Linked DNA regions of Mus musculus: region 2 is linked to region 1. The links are chromatin contacts, called in public HiChIP or PLAC-seq maps. All regions are on one chromosome and are shown on one strand. The core of a region is the stretch at or near the end of the contact, and the rest is flanking DNA. Distances in the headings are between cores, read along the strand shown.

What was found. HiChIP or PLAC-seq counts read pairs in DNA pulled down with a chosen protein or histone mark.
Region 2: a contact with region 1 is called in an H3K4me3 HiChIP or PLAC-seq map of the SCID.adh cell line, with 16 read pairs. The contact joins the promoter of Dctn2 here to the enhancer-like site in region 1. A contact is called at or near these places in 7 of 39 promoter capture datasets (the 3T3-L1 cell line, 3T3-L1-derived adipocytes, hippocampal neurons and 3 more), 18 of 484 Hi-C or Micro-C datasets (the G1E-ER4 cell line, the HL-1 cell line, the N1E-115 cell line and 10 more), 10 of 115 datasets of contacts at active chromatin or transcription factors (the 230-238 cell line, CD8 T cells, the HPC-7 cell line and 4 more) and 3 of 9 other capture datasets (adipose tissue, liver and pancreatic islet).

What each region holds. Positions count from the first base shown.
Region 1 is chr10:127,226,505-127,233,967 of GRCm38.p6, forward strand. It overlaps Kif5a (kinesin family member 5A), which reads right to left. Exons shown (of 29, transcript NM_001039000.4): 23 at 7,313-7,417; 24 at 4,788-5,004; 25 at 4,420-4,573; 26 at 4,065-4,132; 27 at 3,645-3,672; 28 at 3,241-3,352; 29 at 1-1,917. The coding sequence ends at 3,274. Among named protein-coding and RNA genes, the nearest start is that of Pip4k2c, 19 kb to the left of the region's middle. Within about 2 kb of position 4,412, at least 41 of the 459 cell types and tissues checked have an H3K27ac peak or open chromatin away from gene starts, as enhancers often do. A contact at or near this core is called in CD8 T cells and the SCID.adh cell line, where this site is marked.
Region 2 is chr10:127,261,290-127,268,752 of GRCm38.p6, forward strand. It overlaps Dctn2 (dynactin 2), which reads left to right and starts at 4,973. Exons shown (of 14, transcript NM_027151.2): 1 at 4,973-5,245; 2 at 6,125-6,193. The coding sequence starts at 5,210. Gm40800 (a long non-coding RNA gene) reads left to right here and starts at 3,015. Exons shown (of 2, transcript XR_872171.2): 1 at 3,015-3,412; 2 at 4,078-4,455. It overlaps Kif5a (kinesin family member 5A), which reads right to left and starts at 2,074. Exons shown (of 29, transcript NM_001039000.4): 1 at 1,479-2,074. The coding sequence starts at 1,607.

The DNA of each region.
Region 1 (7,463 bases), core at 3,162-5,661:
AGATTTATTCTGAAGTGTTTGAAAATTGTCACTTGGGAGTTCTCCCATGCCAGTCTGATACTGTCTTCATCTCAATCACTCCCTACAGAGCAGAAACGGTCCCTTGAGGGAGTCACAGCCACTACAGCTCATAGTTGCCAGCTGTCACCCACAGGGAGTTTTCCTCCCAGGCCTAGCAGGGTCTGGACAGCAGGCTGCCCTCTGTTGGAGAGCCCTGGTCTCCCATCCTGGGATGGACTGGGTATCTGGATACTCAACTGTTTTTCTTGGCTTAGGCTGAGTACTGACCTTCATCCCTGCAGCTGTCTGGAAAAATACCTTAGCAGATGGGAGGACAGGACCATCTGAACTAAAGCAACGTCCGTCCTCTTCAGTGCTGGGCAGGAGGGGACCTGAGCTGAGATGGCAGTGGGGAAAGCATTAATTTCATGCTCTTAGCCCCTGCCAGTTCGGAAAAAAACTGTCCTGTCCCCACTTCCTTCCTTTCCTCCCTTCCTTCCTTTCTTTCCTTCCTTCCTCCCTTTCCTTACTTTTCCTTCCTTCCTTCCTTCCTCTTCCTTCTTCCCTTTCCTTCATTCTGAGATAGGATTTCCTCCCGTCATAGTACAAGCTCTCCTGGATCTAACTGTGTAGTCCAGGATAGCCTCAAATTTAGCAATTTTCCTACCTCGGCTTCCTGAGAGCAACATTCGAAAGTGTGAGCCACTACACCCAGCTTCTGCTTTTTTGCTTTTGCAGTGCTGGGATCAACAGCAGAGCTTTTTCCTGTGTCAGGGAGGCCGCCTGCCACCATGCTCCAACCTGCTCCCCCACCCCTGTCTTTAAAGTGCACTTGGGACCAGATGGAGATTACAGAAGGAACTGTGTTTGGGGGAGGAAGGTATACTGGGAACAGGCCAGATTCCATTCTGAAGGGACGGCATCTAGAGACGGCGATTATGCCAACAAACCGGAAGCCCCAAACCAAAGTCAGGAGTGGGAAGCACACACAGCCCAATATGGGAGAAAGAACGAGCTTGGAGCTTCAACCTGAGGGTTCTGTGACAGAGTAGCACACAGTAGTCCCTCAGCCTGCTCACTCCCCAGAGCCAGGGAGCCAACCATTCTGACTCCACCTGCGTATAACTATTGGCACAGACAGGTGAGCAGCGGTTTCTCAGCAGTCCGCCTTCTCGAATTTTCAGAAGATGTTTTAAACCAACTCTAAGTTCTGGTTGTGATATCTGGAGTGGAAAGTACAAGAGGCTTGGGCCAGAAAGGGAAACAGTCCCTTGAGTAGTCCATGCTCTCCAACCAGGGAAGGGAGCACAAGGCAGACCTCACAGGGCAGAGGAGACCGCCTCCAGTGTGCTGACTCCGGTGAGGGATGCGTATGTGTGAGGGAGAGAGCGGTGTCGCAACCTTCCACTGGGGCCTCCTCTGTGTTCTGTGTAAAGAGGGAAGGGGTCTATTTCTCTCTTTTCGTAGATGCTAAGACATTCCTCTGCTTAAGGCTTTGTATGTACACTGTGTGTGCATGCGTGTGTGCGTGTACACGTGTGTTTGTGAGAGAGAAGAAGGGCAGCCTCCCCGCTCCCATTTTTCCTTTATCTTTTGTGACCTCTACTCAGTGACTGACATCACTCGGTGTAAGAAACGAGTCTATGGAAGAAAGAAGAAATATTCCCTCCTCCCTAACGCCCAACGAGGAAGGGAGACTATGCTTAAAAACTGCTAAATACATCATCAGATACTTAGAGGGGAGGACAGAGAGGAGAGACAGCAGCAGCTTCTGATAGATAGATACAGAGTACAAAGAGATACGGAATAGGAGGAGACATCAAACAGTCCAACATCACGGGCTGGGGAGGGAGTTAGTGTCAGAGACCACAGGTTTTGCAGCATGCTGAGAGAAGAGGCCTCAGTCCCTCTTAGAAACTGGGGAAGAAAGAGAAAGAGGGTGTGAGGAGCCAGCCCGGCCTGGCCTCTGTGTAGGAACAGACAACATAGAACACCACGAAGCCAGCCCCACCCCCCACTGCCAGCCAGTCCAATCCATGTTTCTCCACCCCAAGTCTTGCCAGCATCCTCTCCCCCTTAACACATCTCTTTCTCTCCTGCTTTTCTGCCTGAGCCACTGTCCGGGGAAAGCCTGGGAGGGACGCGGCCTCGTGCATCTCAGCAAGACTGGACATTTTCTCTTGATTCAGCAAAGGAGCTATAAAGTGTACCATAACATAGGTCTCTCTGACCATCTGGGGTCTAAAACAAACATGGAATATGCCCGGTGACACCAGGTCCTGGTGTGATCGGGGACTTGGTGTGATTGGGGAGGTGTTGAAGCTGGAGGGTTAGTGGATGGGGAGGCAGCTGGTTTCCATTTTTACTGACCGTACTGTTGTTTCTAGCTAGAGACACCGAGAGTCTTTGGCAGCATATGTCAATCCAGGAGTAGTGCAGACATCACCTTTACACGAGGTGGCTTAGACATCTCTGTGTATCTAAGGCTATTTTAAGGCTATTTTAGGGTAAAGGCACAAGGTAGTAGACCGATGGACAGCAGCCCTTGCCTTTAACAAAAATTTTAATGTATGACAGTGACCCCTAGTGGTAGAAATGAGTACTGTGATTACCACCAGCACCTAAGGGAAGGCTTGGGGCCATGGGAGGTCAGGGTTGGCTATGAATGAGATTTGGGCTTTTTAGCAAATGTTTCTGTTTGGTTTTGATACAGGGTCTCATGAATCCAGGACTCCTTTGAACTCATGATCTCCCTGCCTCTGCCTCGTGCAGCCATACAGGGCCAAGCAGGAGTTGGAAGATTTTGGCTCAGTCACTAAGTGCTTACTGAACAGACATGAGGACTATGTTTGGATCCCCAGTACCCCAGGGGACAGAAATGGGCAGATATGGGGGGTGGGGTGGGACAGAGGGAGGGTGGGGAGGTGACTGACCAGCCAGTCTACCCCAAAACAGCAAGCTCCAGGTTCTGTGAGAGACCTCAAAAAGTAAGATGGAAAGTGAGAGAGGAAGACACCCACACCAAGGCTGGCCTGTGGATGTGAGCGCGCACACACACACACACACAAATGAAGACACCCACACCTACTAACCTTGGCCTCCTGATGTGGGTACACTCATGCACACACAACACACACATACAGACACATACAAACATATACACATACACATGAACAGGAGAAGCAGCCATGGCCAGACAGGAGGAGGCTGGGGCTAGGGAGGGAAGTGGCCTGCAGCTACCTGAAAGTGCAGATATGTGGCCAGGGTTGGGAGTTAGCTGGCTGCTGTCTCTTGGTGGAGAGGGAAAAGCTTGGCCTGGTCCTCAGCCTCATAGCCACACGGCAGGTCACTCCTGGAGGAAGAAACAGCCTGTCAACAGCTCTGCCCCCACTGCGGCCAGCACTCTGACAGCGTGCCTGAGATACTGAAGGGCGGGTGAGGGCAGGAAGGATGCAGGCTTCCTAAGGAACCTCAGGCCTTGCCCAAGGTCGGAACGTTCCCTGAGGTACGGAGAAAGTACCCATGGGAGTGCCTGGATCTCCTGCCTCATTTCTTCCCTCCTCCCCAGAGCTCCAGGGAAGTCCTCTTAGAGAAGTGTTATTCGATTTTTTTGGGTCCCGCCCAGAGACCCCAAGTCTGAGTACCTGTTGTCGTTGATATCTGTGGCATTTCCTGAAGGGATGAGAACACAGGGTTAGAAAAAAGCTGGCGTGAGGAACAGTCTTCACAACCCCTCCCATCCTGAAGCCCATGCCTCTGAACTGGTAAACTGAGGCACTCTACCCTCACCACTCCAGAAAATAGTGGGTTTGGCTGGAGACCTAAGCAAGCCCTTAGGAGAAAGCTGGTCCACATGAATCGTACCCAACCCCGGTACAACCCCTCCCTCCCCAGCTGTACCAGGAATGGGATGCAGGGCAGAAACCACACTAGGCACAGGCTGTTCCACGAGCTCTCCCTGACAGTATCGTTTTGTTTGACCCTCCAGTGAGAGGAAGGTTCTGTTCGTGTCTGTTGTAAACACCTCTCATCTTCCCTGGGAATCCTGCGTCTTCATCACTTACCATTGTCCATGTTGGCCTTCTGGTAGGAAGCCAAGGGGGCAACAGATGTGGCTCCGCTGCTGGCAAAGCTGGAAGGAGCAGAATACAGATGCAGCCCACCATTCTGAGAGCCACTATGCCCACCTTCCTCCCGGTCACTCACCCTTTCTATGCCTGCAACAGAGGCCACCAATCATGGCGACAAGGAGAAAGCACCCACCTCCTAACCACGACCCAGAAGACCGCGAAAAGGGTTAGAAACCACGGGACTCAGGAAATGCATTTTTAAAGGAACCAAGAGCTGACACCACCCTAATGCCTTCAGAGGGCCCAGATGGCCTTGGGCTGGAACTGCGGCCACACCCACGTCACTCACTACATATCTGAAGTGGAGCTAGGCGCAGCCTGCAGGTGCAGGTTCTGGTAGTTCTGGAAGAGGTTGTTGGTGTAGCTGATACACTCGGGGCTCCGGGTGCCGTAGGGGTTGGTGGGTGAGGAGGCAGGATAGTGGCCAGGCCTCACAGGCTTAGCTACAGAACAGAAGAAACAACCGTGAGAAAGCTATCATCGGTTACCCGAGTCTACCTGGCCCCAAGGTCAACCCCAGCAAACCACAAACTGACAGCGTCATCCTCTGGTGGAAAGGCTGGGGACTAAAAGCAAGCGTTGAGTGGTCTGGCACTTAGGGACTGGCTGCGTTTGCCTCAGGTGGCGATGCGGTCTCACCAGCTGACATCCACTCACCGATCTGGGCAGAATGGCCCCGCTTGCCGGAGCTCTTGTACCGCACGGCTTCTTTGATGCGGTCCACCTCCTGCTGGTATCTACGCTTGTCCTTCATAGCGCCCTCCTTGGCCTCCTTCAGTGCACCCTCCAGGGCCTTAACTCTCTCAGCCGTAGCCCGAAGTCGTTTTTCCAATTTAGGAAGCTCACAACGCAGATCTGCATTGTCACGTACCAGCTGCGGAGTGAGCCGCACGGGAGAGCCCAGAAGAAAAGCCGGTGACCCAAAATAGTCACCCAGAGGAGCGTGGGGGTTGGGAGAAGAGAGAATAAAGGACAATCAAGGCCCTGTCAAGGGACCTCCTTGCTCTAGCAGTGTGTGGCTCTAGCCGGTTCTTCCATCTCCCTGTTTTCTTTTTTCCTTTTTTTTTTTTTTTTTTTTTTTTTTGGTTTTTCGAGACAGGATTTCTCTGTGTATCCCTGGCTGTCCCGAGCGCTGGGATTAAAGGTGTGTGCCACAATGCCCGGCATCTCCCTGTCTTCTAAGTGGCAAAACCTGCAGCTCTGCTATGGCCCTGTCCACGCGCCATCCATCTGGACACTCCCGTCCGTCCACTGTACGCCACAGCCCATGCCCGACCCACAGCTCCAGGGCCCCATGGGGATGAGATGGCTGAGTGAGCGTGCCAAGGCAGGACAGCAGGAGCACATGACAGAGGGTGGACACAGGCTGAGAAGGGCGCGGCAGGTGAGAGCCTGGCAAAGTAGAAGCTAGGCTCTGTAGAAGCCAGGCTCTGGGACCCATGCAGCCACACACACAGAGCCTCGCAGGAAGGAAAGGAAGTCCTGAGATTGCACAAACGTTTGTGCTCACTGCCTTTCCCCAGGGACCCCCTGGGCTGTCTTCCCCTACCCTGTTAAAATTATGCCAGAGTGTGATGGTAACCACTCCGCAGTGAAAAGGCCATTGGATCATTTTGCAGTGTCTATACATTGATGGACACTTGAAACTACTCAGGTGCAAGGCCTTGGGAGCTGGGAGGGAGGGAAGAAGGCAGGCAGGTCAGCACAGCAGAGAGCATGATGGGAAAGGGACAGAGCTAGAATCTTCTATGCAGCTTTAGTTGATTAGGGACATGGAATGTCTCTCCGCTCCTGGTTTAGCTTAACTGGTGGCAACTCTTATTTCCTTCACAGACTGCTTCTGCTAGGGAGGGACCTTGCTTACTCCTATCTGTCCTTTAGGGGAGCGGTTTTTGGAGTTTGGGACTTAGAGCAGAAGCAGAGGCTTTGAGGAAGGAAAAAGAATTAAGTAAGAAAAAGAAAGACAGGCAGACAGTGACATACTATGTAGCCCAGGCTGGCCTAGAACTCACGATATAGTCTCAGCTGCCTTCAAACTCTACCTTCTCGGGTACTGGGATTCCAGGCCTGTGCCACCATGCCTGGCCCCAGTTTGGTATGGATGGGGGTTGAACCTGAGGCTTTGTTTGCCAAAGCTCAGCAAGCATCCTCTCAGCGTAGCTACCCCCTAGCCTGCACTGTTAAAGATCTCTCAGGCTGTTATCCAGCTTTTCTCTTGAGATGTTCTACCGTTTCATAATAAGATAGGGAAGGAAAGATAACAGTCAAGCCCTCGGAAAGTCAAAGGACACAGACCCAGCAGCTTATGACCAAGTCAAGTTTAGCAAGTTTTCAAAAGGATATACTCACTAAGTCCTTACTGTACGGCACGGACACCAGGCTTGGGGGCGGGGGGGGGGGGGGAAGGAGGGCTTAGCTGGAGAATGGGACCAGATGGAATTAAAGGTAGATTTGAGAAGGGGGGAATGAAATTTAGGTTGGGGCTTATTTTATGAATCAATTAGAGGGCCTGCTACCAAAATACCGAGAGCATTGGTTCCTTGGTGTGGACGAGGATGCTTCTACTGTGGACACGCCCAACATTTCCTGTCCTGATTCCTTGGGACTGCCCTTTAACATAGACAGCCCATACCTTTGAAACCCAGGCTTCCACCTACAGAGCAGTAACAAGCAGCAAAGGGGGATAGAGAGGCAGCCGCTCAGTGCAGGAGTTCTGACTGGCGCCCACTAGAGGCTGGGCGGGTCACGCTAAGAACATCATTTACTGTCCTGCACACCTGCTCCAGGTAGGTATATGAAGTGTTTGTTTTTGCTAAGAAAAAGCCCAAAACCCTTGTTTTCCTTATAGCCCTGTCTGAAGTCTGGCAGTATGATATCCGGACCCTGATCCCATCATAGGGCCGAAGAGAGACACACCCATGGCCTTGTGCAGGCCAGGCAAGTCTGTTGCTGACCCATCTCCCAGCCCTTGGACCCCGATGTGTCTCCATCCTGCATGCATTTTAACCTCTTCTTGCAAGGTGGGGGACTTTCACTTTAAGCAAAGATAGGCCGAGAAAAACCCTTGAGAGGGGAGAATAGGTTCAGAGCAAAGGTCACTGCACACGTGGAATCAGATAAAGTACCAAGCAGGGACTTGTGGGGTAAGACACCGGGACCCGGCCTCACGTTCTCTCACTCACCTGTTTGTGAACCTTTGTAAGCTGTTCCAGGTTGTTCTCAAGAAAGGAGATCTTCTGCTTTTGGGAATGAATCCCCCCACTGTCCTCGGGCTCCATTTCTGCACTCTGGTTAGATGGAAGAAAGACATGGCTGTCCCGAGGCCAAATCGAC
Region 2 (7,463 bases), core at 3,723-6,222, 35 kb after region 1:
ATAGGGACTGTATTTTAACCTGGCCACACTGACCAAACAGCAAAGACCCTCGGGCAAAACAGAGATACTCTCTTGTGGCAAAGACACACACACTACAAAAACCACCCACCGAGTTCACTCTGTGAAACTAGGACAGGCTAGAGGTAGGAGCTTGGAGCTTCTCCTAGACACGATTACATTGCCTAACTCAGAAGGTGCAGGTGTCCCCTCTCTGGTTGCTTTATGCCAAGCACTGTGGACCAAGGCACTCAAGAATCATCCTGACCTTGACAACTGCCTTCATAGCTGCTCCTCCCATCTGATACTAACAACAACTTCTTGGCTCAATACCCCCAAAGTCCTACAGAACTGGACCTCAGATCCTCTTACCCTGAAAGTCCTTAACACCCTAAGAAAGGTGGAAGGAGCAAGACCGAGCGGCCCTTCAGACCATCACAATGGCCTGGAATGGAAATCTGGGGAGGTGGGGTGGCATAAAGGAAAACCATGTGGGTTTTGGAGTCACAGACTCAAGTTCAGTTCTGTAGACTAGCAGATCTACGGAGTCTCGGCATGACCTTGAGAAAGTCATTCAACTTCCTTGAACCTCAATCTCCTCGTCTGCAAAACGGAAGTATGAACACTGCTTACTGCAATCTTGAGACTTCAGTCCTAAGCACAGAACACCAAGTGCACAGAAAGCATTAATTCGCCTGACGATCTCCTTGGGAGAGGGCTGCCATGACGAGGTAGCACTCATACTACCTTGTATTGGATCTTCAAGACTAAGATGAATAAGCAAGTATGTACAAACTCAGGATTTGGGCACTTTGACTTGGGAGGGCTTAGGATCTGAAATCATCTTGATACTACACTCGGGATAGAAAGGCACACAGGCCCTTAGGATCCTAGAGGCTAACTCTCCAATTGGGTGTGGCATCTGTGTACAGCTTTCCCAGAAAACCCTTCACCAGATTTCTGCTCCCTCCCCCCAAGTCCAGGCAGCAACTACTAAAGGCGATGATGGAAGGGCCCGTCCTAGAACCCACTCCCATTCATTCCTCCACAGAGGCCCTAGACTTCTCATTTCCTATCAAGCCCATCCACTAACCTTCCCCTCCCTTCGTGGAGGTTAGGGTAGAGATGAGAGTCAATAACAAAGGGAAAACGCGCTTTCTCTAGGGGAGAGGGAAAACATCACAAAGGCAGGGAACTGGCTCTAAGGGGTGGGAACATTGCAAGAGAGTAGCAAAGACAAGTTGGGGTTCCTGATGACGGGAAAGGAGCCCCCTCCCACTCTGCAGAGACTTGGCTGCAGGCCTAGGCAGGCCACACCCAGCCATCCTGATGCAGGGGAGAGGAGGGGCTGCGGCGGAGAGGATGGAGGCTGAGCATCCCTGAGCTGCTGCAGGATGACAGGCAGAGGGACTAAGTCTTGGGGGTGAAAAGATTTTTGCATCCCGCCCCCTCCTCTAATTTCCTTCGGATGTAGCACTCACCCCAATAATGACGCTGTCGTCCCCTTGGAAAATGGGGATGAACTTGTCCCCCCGCAGAATCTCGGCCTGGTTCAGGGGCCGAAATCGGCAAAGCACCTTGATGCTGCATTCGTTGTTAGTCTCCGCCATGGTGGTCGACGACGACGAGGGGCTGGGAGCGTCTCCGACTGCAAGGGTAGCGTGTACTCCGGAGGAAGGGGACGCTGGGCTGAGGTCGAGGCAGTGGACAGGTGATCTGTCGCTGAGGCCAAGGGAGCAGCTGGAACGCCTCGGGGAAGATGAGCTTTCGGTGTCCTGCGGCACTGGATGCGGGCGACCTGGGCGTCTGGTCCTCTCGCCGCGCTGTGCCTCTCCGCCCCTCGCGCTGCAGCCGCGCTGCGGGCCTGGGCGGGGCGCGCCGGAGCCGCGGGGGCGGGGTTTCCTTCGCAGGAGGTGATCCTCCGAACTGCGACCACCCAAAGGTGGAGTTTGGCTTAGGCTCACCTGGTTCCTTGATTTGGAGGCTCGCAAATAACCTTGTCCTCACCCCTTCCCCACACAGCTCACTTTGCTACACGCGACCTGTCTGTTCCTCCTTAGACTCCACCTACAGGAATGGAAAAGAGGACTAAGGTGGGCCTGTCGCCTGCCTGGGAAAGAGCACCTACGGGCCTCCCATTCCCTTAATTCCAGAACACACACCCCCGCAAAAAACAAAACAAAACAAAACAAAAAACACCCATTACACCCCACTTTTCATATTTAAATCACACTTATCCTCCTTCTCCCAGCCTCTTTCTGCCCCTCAGATGTACAATGAGCCAGTGAGCCTTTACGGGTGGGAAGCTACAGAAGTGAAGTCTAGATCCCATGGCATGGAGAAAAGACAGGCAGGTCTTGCCTACTCCTCTATAATATAATATATAATAGAAGTAAATATAATATAATAATAGAAGGAAAGACAAGCTATCTTCCAGCCATTCAGGGACAGATGGAGTTCTCATCGAGGCCTCTAAGGTTGGGGTGGGATATGGGTAGGCAGGGCAGCTTTTGCAAGAGAACAGGAGTATAGCAGCCTGAGGAAAGGAACAAAGGGCCAGAGGTCCTGCTGTGAGGAGCTTCCAGGGCAAAGAGTTACATTTGGGTCTCAGACGGGCTCAGTATCTCTGTGTGTTTACTGCCCTAGTTACCTTTGGACAGAGTCTCCATTCTTTTCTTCTCCCAGTTTCCACATCGGAAGAAAAGAAAGAAAGAAAGAAAGAAAGAAAGAAAGAAAGAAAGAAAGAAAGAAAGAAAGAGAGAGGAAAGGATAGGAAAGGAAAGGAAAGGAAAGGAAAGGAAAGGAAAGGAAAGGAAAGGGGACAAAGAGCCAAGCCCAGAGAGTTCTTGTCCTGTCTCCTCCGCAGCCCAAAACAGGAACACCACGAGCTGGTCAAATTGATTTCGCTCAATGTCACAGCCTCTGCTTGTCAACAGAGAGCTCCGATGCAGGGCTTGAGGTTCCAGCCAAGGGGAAGATGGGGTGATGGGAGAAATCAGAAGGGAGGGGGTGGAGGCCTTGGCTCAGAAACTGGCCAGTGTCTAGGGTCAGTTAGTTACTAAGGGGGAAGGATGAGAGGGCAGTGGCCTAGACAAACAAGCCCTAACCGGCCAGATACCAGCTGAGCTGGGCCTTCACTAGTCACACTCCTTGACTCTTAAGGGAACCAACAGAAAGAAGCCCAATACATGACCTGGAGATCATGGTGACAGAGGCCGAGGCTTGGGCAGAAGCCAGGAATGAGAATGGCGAGTTCCTAATTCAGGAACGCTACCCTCGGTCGTTTGGCACTGTTTCTGAAGGTTGCAGCATCTTGCAAGCTCAGGAAATATACCAACGTCCAGCCTCTAGAGACAAGAAGGTGGCATCCTTAGTGACTTCAAAATGACAGTCCATCGAGGCAAGAATTCAGTGGGTATGTGTGCCCACACATGCCCCCAACAAGGTTTTTATACAGCTGCAACAGTTCATCCTCTATTTTCGGTTATTTTAATTTTTGAGATGGGACCTGGCCGGGGGGGTGGGGGGTGGGGGGTCCTTACACAGGCTAGCCTGTTCCTGTATTCCTACCCAGGCTACCAAGTGCTAGGAATATATGTGGACAGCACTGTGTCTGGCTTGAGGACTTCCTTTTGTCCTGAGTGTACCTTTTTATTTCTCTAGTAGCACGTAGTAGGTTTTCTATTTGTCTCTCACCTCCCATCCCAGCCCCAACCCCCTTCCTCCTTCTCCTCTTCTGTTCTTGTTTTGAGACAGCTGGAGCTACATAGAGATTCTGGGACTCACTAGACCAGGCATGTGCCACCACACCCAGCCTTTCCTTCTGTTTTAAAAATGGGTCAGTGAGATGGCTCAGCAGGTGAAGGGGCTTGCCACACGACTGAGTTTGATCTGCAGGACCCCCATGGTGGGGAGAGAAAGCAGATGCATAACAGCTGTCCTCTGATCTCCACGTTCCTGTGTGCGCGCACACACACCACACACACAAAGAAACAAATTAAATTAAATAATTGGGGTTTCTATTGTCATGCATTGATGTGGCAAAGTAAGAGGATTAACCATACTGTATCTCTCCTCCAGAAAGATTGGTTGCTGACTGGACACAAAGCTACTATATGTAAGGTCCTGAGTTCAATCCCCAGCACTGAAAAGTGAGTTCCAAGCCACCCTGAACTACAGTTTGAGACCTGTGTCAAATTCCTTCCTCCTAATTTCTGGGGAACTATTAATGAAATTGATGACCGTCATGGAGAGTTCAGTCAGACTGTGAGCCAGCGCTTTTTCATTTAAGATGTCCAGACTTTTGAAGAAAAAAAGAAGAAGAAATAGCACCCTCAGACGAACTTGGGTTTCAGATTATTATATGCATATCAGAAATATAAGAAGCATGCTTATACTAACAATTGTTAGTTGTTGACCTGAAATTAACTTCAATAAAAAATTGTTATTATTTATTTATTTTATGTGTATGGGTGTTTTGTCTGCATGTATGTCAGTGTACCACGTGTGTGTCTGGTGCCCTCAGAGGCCAGAAGAGGGCACCTGGTACTGGAATTATAAATGGCTGTGAGCCACTATCTGGATGCTGGGGATAGAACCCAGGTCCTCTACAAGAGGACTGTGCTCTTAACCCCTGGGACATCTTTCCAGCTCCTGAAATTAAAATTTAACTAGGGTCCCTCTATTTTGTCCAGAAGCCCTAACCTGAAAAGACGGCCTCATTTTTCTATTCTTTAAATGTTTACTAAATCTTGCTATTGTTTACAACGTGGCGAGCTGTGTGGTTTCATGTAACCAATCTCTAGGTTTTCTAAAGCAGGAATTATGAAACTCCTTTCATAGACTATTAAGAACGAAAGGAGATAACTGTATGCAATAGCTCCCTAACGTTGTTATTGTCGCTTCCAGCCCAAGCCCCAGAAGACCGGGACTACATATCCCACAATGCTAGGCGGCGTCTCCTCGCCATTACCTCATTCCCTGTCGCTCTCACCAATCCCAGCCTGTCCAGGGGTGTGGTAGCCGGCTGTCCTCGCGACTTTTGCTGTCCCCCGCCTCCTGCCGGCCTGCTCCTGTCGCGAGACTTCCTGCTCCTCCGCCGCTCCCCTTATCGTCGCCTTTGCTGGGGACCCGGACCCAGCCTCTCCCCCACTCGGTCACCAGCCCCGGCTCCTCCGAGGCCTCGGTCCCCCAGCCCCGCCTCGCCGCCGCCATGGCGGACCCTAAATACGCCGATCTCCCCGGCATTGTGAGTACAGGGCCGGGCCCGGCTCCCCAGACCGCGCCCCCGACCTCCCGAGGACCCCCAACAGAAGCCAGCCCGCGACCCCTCCCGCTGGCAGCCCCCTAGCCCCAAGGGTCCCCGCCGCTCGCCCTTCGACGGCCGCAGCACCTTCTGGACTCCAGACCCGACTGGGCCGGGCCGTTGGACCGCGTCGGGCCCTTTTTCTGGCAGTAGCCGGTTTCTCCGCCCAGAAATCGCCTCCGGGCGCTTACCACTTGAGCCCGAATGTCTGTACCGTCCATGTCAACAGTGCCCTTGTCGCCCCAAATTTCCCGATTGCCCGCCCCCGCACCCTGACTCCAGCCGAACTCACCAGGCCACTTGGTGGCCTTCATCTTGCCAGGGAAGAGGTTACTGTTGCAGAAACCTTGTGCCAGTGGGGAGCTCTGTGCATTGCGAGCACCTGTGTGCTTGCTCCTCATGCACAAGCCGGCATGTACCCTCCGTTGATGCTGTCCTCTCTGCATTCTCAGGGTTGGGGGCGGGGGGTTGGCACACCGGACCTTGAGAACTAAGGTCCTGAGTCACTCTCAACCCTTGTACAGTGATGTGCAGGGCCTAACTCAAGAAACCCTCACCAGATTAGGACAAGATAATTACCAAGGACTGGCCTCTCAGCCATGTTCAGGGTAGCATCTTTCTTTCACTATGGACGTTTTATCCCAGATCCCAGTTTGTACCTGTGGTCATCCCACTGGATGAAACGGACATAGAGTTGACAGGGGAGGTGGAGGGCGGAATCCTTGAATGACAGTCAGGTTTTGCAATGCCTTGTTCAAAGGAAATGGGATAAGGGATGAATGCTGGGTAATGAGTCTGGGTGGTCACCGCTTCTCCCTGCAGGCCAGGAATGAGCCAGACGTTTATGAAACCAGCGACCTACCTGAGGATGATCAAGCAGAGTTTGATGCGGTAAGACTGTGTGCTACCTCAGGATCCCTCTGGACTCTGACCTTTCTCCCCAGATGCAGGTCCTTTTCCTTCTCTGGCAAGCCACAACAATAAGTGGGTATGCCAACCCCAGCCTGGGTGGTGTGGAGGTCTCAGGGCTTTCAAAGGCCTTGCCCAGCAGCTGGCAGCCACCAATGAACAATGCCAGAAAGGAGAGTCGAGCCAGTGAGATTACAACTAACAAGACCTGTAAAACCCAAGTCTTATTAAATACAATTGAGATATCTCAAAGCAGTTACATTCTGGACTAGTGATTAGTTAGGCCCCAGGGTCTAATCTGTGCATTGAATTATAAAGCTTGAACATAGTAAATCGTTTAAGGTTGGAGTAGACATTTTTTTTTAAAGATTTATTTTGTTTATATGAGTACACTGTAGCTGTCTTCAGACACACTAGAAGAGAGCATCAGATTCTATTTCAGATGGTTGTGAGCCACCATGTGGTTGCTGGGAATTAAACTCAGGACCTCTGAAAGAGCAGCCAGATGCTCTTAACTGCTGAGCCATCTCTCCAGTCCGACCTTTTTTATTTTATAAGATATTTCACTCATTAAATTAAGTTCTCATTAGTATTTAGCAAGAACTTGAATTTGAACTGTAGCAGCCATTAGGGAAGGTGGAAGCAAATGACTTGGAAATGTCAGAAAACCACACGCGTGGTCAGACCAAGATCATTTTGGGGAATAACATAAATACTGTAATCAGCCGAGAAAAGACGATAGTAATATATTAAGCCTGCTCTGTGTGCTCTAAGGAGTCGGGGGCGGGGCACACACTTTAACCAGGAATTTATTGCAGAGGAAGAGATGCCCTAAAGGAGCCCTTTTACATGACTGTTAGACTGTGTACAGGAAGTATAGGAGTTAGCATACGTATAGGTAACATAAGAGAAAGCCCAGGGTGAATGAACAGCAGTCAGTACAGTCCTGGGGGTACAGAGGTCCAGCGATGGCCTCTATAGATTGTGTTTTATTAGCTCCACAGCAAACTGGGCTGAGCTAGGCTGGGCTCTCACTGATGCTAGGAGATCTCAGTGGAGGCGTGGCCAAAGTCATGGGGACCTTGTCAGCAGGCCCAGTGTGTGTGTCTGTCAGTCCTGTGGCCGTGTCTGTGGGGCTGGTTAGTTGTGAGGAATGTTGGCAGCTGCCTTACACTGGCATGGCTTGGCGTGCTCACTTATTCCTTATCTTGTTCTCCCGTGTGGAAGTGCTTCCTACACAGTGGGAATAACT